Linked DNA regions of Zea mays: region 1 is linked to region 2. Evidence: chromatin contacts called from public Hi-C data. All regions are on one chromosome and are shown on one strand. The core of a region is the stretch at or near the end of the contact, and the rest is flanking DNA. Distances in the headings are between cores, read along the strand shown.

Region 1 (2,700 bases), core at 99-2,598, 210 kb after region 2:
TAAAGGGCATGAATGTAATTTTGTATGGGTTGTGTCCCGCGCCTATAAATAGGTGAACAGTACCCCTGTATTGTTCACGCTGACTTGGCATTCGCTTTTTGCGTCACGCTTGTACTATCATCTCCTTCCAGTTGAAGGTATACTTGTAATTCAACGACATTTCCGTTTATGCTTAATAATAATGCATAATTGCTCATGTTGTCATTTATATTTCTTACATTTCATCCTTCGTCATTATTTAATGAATTTATGAAGGTATATCCTTCATAACCTTCGTCAGAAAACCATTATACCCTAAGGGAAATAATGTTTCGAAGGACGAAGGGCTTTAACGATTAACATTTTCTGTGTTGCCTTGTTCTTAACTCATAGCATTTGAGAACAAGTCCCCAACAAGTGGAAGCAATAAAAAAATAACAATAGATACATAGATAGATTTATGAAAAATATCATGTCACACCTTACTTACGTTAGTTACCTAAACAGAATTCTATCTTTTGAGCAAGAAGAGAAGTATGAAACGATTGCTCAAGCGTCTGTTTGGTTGTTGAATGGTGGTAGCATGGCCTATACGTGAGGAGCCAGATATCTTGGGCACATACTCTATCTATACATAGTCTCTTGTTTGGTTGTTTATATTAGTACATTCAAGATAAATACAGTTTGTGTTTGGTAATCTGCATCAGAACATGTATAAAAGAAGAGTGCATAAATATTTTTTTCAAATATTATACAACACGTATAGTATAGTCTAGTTTTGTTCGTAAAATTTTGAGAAACATGAATATGAAATTGATTTGACGAGTAAATATTTTAATTAGAAAATATAATAAAAAACAACCTTTAAAGCTTTCTTGTTTGCGTGCAAATACATGCAGTTGCATGGGCAGCGCCTGCTTGCGTAGAGATACCCATCTGCTGCCCCTCGTTTTGTATCTATTCAACCTGTATGTGATGAGAAACCAACCAAACGTCACCTGCTTTGAGACTACGCGGCTGCAGGTGCACGGTCGTGTCCTCCGACCAAACAGACAATATACTTCTTGCACATTTCCTTGTTCATTAATATTAAATTTAAATACTTGAGCAATCGTTTCATAAGTTTCTCTTTGTTATGAAACGATTGCATAGAGGTTTCACACTTTGAGAAACGATCTAACCACAAAAATTAAATTTTGTGAAACGATTGCACAAAAAACCTCTATGTATACGATGTTCATTGAGCAATTGTTTCACACTAGAAAAAAGATGATCTGTCACACTCGCGTGCACTGGCACAGTGGCAAACTGGCACGGCAGATAGCACCAAAACCGGGACAACCGGACCGGTCGAACCAGCCGAAGCCCAGCCCGAGCCCAGAGTAGGGTTTCGGGCTTTTCGTCTTCTCTTTCGTCCTCTTCTTGTTGCGCGCCATCCGATCGCCGCTGCCAGGTCGTGTCCTTTCTCGTCGCCGGCAAGGCCTCCTCCCACCCAATTTCCTTGACGAGAGGCGCTGCTCGGTTCCCCGGACCTCACCTGGGGCCTGCCTGGCGTCCATTTTAGCCTAAAATAGGCTTAAATAGTCAGATTTTGAGCACCCAATCTCGATAAAGAAAGCCCCAAAGAGGCAATAGCCAGCTGCCAGCCCTAGTAACTCTCCACTCTCAACTCTCAACTCTCAAGCCGTTTGCGTCGACCCCCCGACTCACGCCTCTTCGCCCGTTCTCCCTCTCCCCGAGCCAGGTACGACGACGTGCCGCCGCCAGCTGCCTCTGCGCGAAGACGACGCGCCGCCGTAGAGTTGCCCAGGCCCGCTGACTCCCGATCTGCATCTCTCGGACTGCCCGACGCCTTGCGGCTGCGGACGCCTTTCGCTGTGCGGGCTGCGTCCAGTGGAACGTCACCTCTCCCAGCGCGGGACGCGCCTCCAGGCTCCAGCGGAGCTCGACAGGCCGGCAGTTGACCCCTTGCCAACTGGCTCCTGGACTCCTGGTGAGTGCCTGCCTACTTCCGTCTTAAGGTTAGGGATTTTGAATGTAGCTTTCAAAATTATTGTTAATATGACGTGGCAGCATTGCATGATTCTTCACCTGAAATGTCAACAGATTTGTGTGTGAAGGACTGAAACGTCTGTTTCTGAATGATATGAAAATGTGCTGTTCCCGTTCCTTGCGTAAATACTGGATTCTGGCCTTCTGTAGTGAGCAGTGACTTATTAGTGATTAGCTGATGAAAGTTCTACCGAACAAATTCAGCCCCTAGTTTTCTCAACAATAAAAAGTACTAGTGTCCAATTGAATTGCATTCCTTCCTTCCTAAATTCTGTTTTCGTAGAATGTCACAAGTACTACCAGAAATAGAAACAACGTTATAGTCAAATTTCAAGGAGTTTGTAAGTGTAAAAATATATTTTTTGAAGCTGTGTAAGTGTAAAAATATTATAGTATAATTTATGCAAGTTTGACATTTCTTTGTTGATTGTTGAATCTAAGGTATTATATTGAACCATCTGTAGGATTTATGGTTGTTACATTGTATTCTATATTATGCTAGGCATATACATACCCTAGGTTAAAATCATGGGTCCAACCAATGGTTGGATGCATGCTCCCCCCCCCCCCCCCAAGTTTTACTGACTTAACTTTTTTTGCCCACAAGTTTTGCTGGGTTGAGGAGAACCATGCCGGACGTGAAGTCCGCTGCTGCCACGGTCGCCAAGG
Region 2 (2,742 bases), core at 211-2,710:
TCCTTACTGTTTTACGTTTTGCAGATTATATATGTTTCATATATTCATCTGAGATGTTTCATATGTAGCAATGATTTTATCTCATCTGTTCTGTCTTATTATAATATGTTATATCTGTTTGTTTTAAATGCTGTTTATGTTTATATCTGTTTATTTTCAATTGTTCAGTCAGTTTACATGCTTATTATATTTATATGTTTTATATGCTTCATATGCTTTGTGTTCCCATGATCCATATTGTTATGGATATATTTGAGATCACGATTTATATGGTTAATTATCTTTTATATGTCATCATCATAATGTTAATTTATGGAATTAAAATGATATGGAAAATGCCTATAATTCTAACAGGTGATTGACAAGCTTCTTGGGTAGAGCGCAGGATCTAAGTTTTTTTTTGCGAACTCTAACTATCCTGATCCAAATTCGAAATTGTACTGAATATTTGCTAGCAACAGTGACGTAAACGATGTTCTTCCTCAATTATATTGTGGCATTCTCTCTCGTTCTCATCCCATGGAAGGAACATAGATGCATGCATGATGTACTTTTTTTAAAAAAAAAAGGTTTCCACACTTTGAGATTATGTTTCTCTTATTCTAGTTTTTAATTCAAAGAAAAGAAAATGATTTTTACACTAACTTTGTTGAAATGTGCTCGGGTCTGGCATGCTCTAGTTCCTTGTACATTGTTCTTGTTGCCTTATAAAAGCTCCTTTCTTCCAGTGAAATTATTCACGTTTGAAGCATAAACTAATATATCTCAAGATTATATTTCCTTCTGTGAGTGACATAGTTATCTCTTTCTACTTGAGCTTTTTAGCAAATGGCATTACAGTCACATTTTATACCTAGAAAAACATTACAACAATAGGCCCGGATGTTACTGGAAATGAAGTAACCTCTCCCTTTTACCACGAGACACTTTTTTCTTATCTTTTAAATAAAAGAGAAAAATATGAGTATTTTAAGGTCCTGTTAGTTTTAGTTTTTGAACAACTCAAACAACCAGCTTCTGTTTGGCTTCGATGAAACTACAAATATGTACCCTAAACCAGCTTTTGTTTAGCTTAAAAAAGTTGAGTTTATATAAAATATTAAAAGCCTCATTCTCTAAGGTTCTATTTGAATGTACTAGAGAAAATACCTAGCTAGCTAAAAATTGCTATTGGAATTATCCAATTAACAAATAGGTACTCTAAACCAACTAATAACTCATGAGTAGTTGAGAGCGTAACTAATAATTAGATAGATTATTAGCTGGAGGTGTCTAGGGTGTCTTTAAATAAAGTAGCTAATAACTAAATTATTAGTTATACTGTTTAAATGTTTTTAACTAATTTTAACAACTAATAGAGTGTCTAAGTTTAAAAAACTAAGAATATCAACTAAAAATTATTATTACTTTTTTAAAATAAAAAAACTAACCGCCGAAAAGCTCTAGAAACTATGGTTCAGACGAGAGTACCATGAGGCCATGAACCTCTTCTCCCAGACTGGACGTCTGCAGTCTGCACTCTGCACCCCCGTGCCAATCCCGTTTCTATTCAGTCGGTTCCCCTCTCCCCCAAGCCAAACACCACCATCCTTCCCTCCCTCCCTACGCATCCTCTCCCCCTCGACGCTTTCCCCACCCAATCCGACCGCCGGGGCGGGCGATTCCCTGGAGATTCGGCGCGGATTCGGGGCTCCTCTCGGGGTTTCTCGGCGAATCAGCGGGGATCGGGACTCCCGGCTGAAGGTCAGGTCCCTCCTTCTACCCTCCGATTGCTAACCCTCGCTGCTTGGTGTCCACCGCGTGGGGCGGGGGGTTTGGCCATTTGCGTGCACCGGTTTACTGCCCGCGACCGGCTCCCTCGCCGCCCTGTCTAGGTGCGATGAACAGACGAGCGAACTTCTGCTCTACAACTGGTGCTGGGTTGGGTGGGGCGAACGATTCCGTGATCGGGGGCGTGCCACGGCGCCGCCTGCTGCGTGTTCTTGTCCGATGCCCGGAGTGGGTTGCGGAGAGGTAGATTGCTGATGGGGATCTGCCATTGCCGTGAATGACTCTGTGTTGATCCATTTGCAAGTTGTGCTTCGGTTGGGAAGGGATGCGTGCCCCCTGTGCGTGGAATCTTTGGTGTGCAAGGAAGCTAGGGAGTTGATTTTTGCGTGCCTTATCCTGTACTGACATGGTCAAAGATAGGATTCAGTGGGTTGTTGGAGACTTTGGCTTACCCAAGCATGCACACTTTTTGTTTGTACTAAATTTACAACCAAACTGCAACTTATGCATCCCTATGTCGAATGTGCTTGCAGTGATAAATTTACCACCTGTAGGTATTGCGACTAGAATAGCTGCTGAACTTTTTTGGCTGCTTCGTAGGCTGGCTGATATTGATTGGCATATCAATAGTTTGCTCTGCGCACTCCTTTTAGTATTTTCTATTACTAGGTGAAATCGGATCATCTTGCCACTTTTTGGTTCAGGTAGTAGAGGTAATCACAGCTAACCCATTGGTTGTTTCTCCAACTACAACGGTTGGCTACATTGTAGCAAGGTTCTTTTAATTCAGAGATGCCTGGCACAAGATAGTGTTGCCATGGCTTCGCTTTGATGTGCGCAAGCTAATTTTTGTCCTGCCTTTGATTACACTGTGGGATACGCTGCCAAGCAATCAGATAATTCTAGTTGGATACGAAGGTTAACGACCAGAAATCTATGACTCCCTTTGCTGAGTATCAAATGGGTGTTTTA

The links. Hi-C and Micro-C count contacts between places; a contact is called where the count stands out from the background.
Region 1: a Hi-C map of endosperm shows a contact between it and region 2, with 2.3 times the contacts expected there. The contact joins the promoter of LOC100276049 here to the promoter of LOC100194293 in region 2. A contact is called at or near these places in 2 of 25 Hi-C or Micro-C datasets (ear and endosperm).

The regions. Positions count from the first base shown.
Region 1 is chr4:38,430,686-38,433,385 of Zm-B73-REFERENCE-NAM-5.0, forward strand. LOC100276049 reads left to right here and starts at 1,349. Exons shown (of 7, transcript NM_001149934.3): 1 at 1,349-1,630; 2 at 1,724-1,972; 3 at 2,639-2,700. The coding sequence starts at 2,661.
Region 2 is chr4:38,224,313-38,227,054 of Zm-B73-REFERENCE-NAM-5.0, forward strand. LOC100194293 (leunig-related7) reads left to right here and starts at 1,461. Exons shown (of 4, transcript NM_001139332.2): 1 at 1,461-1,743. The coding sequence starts at 1,480.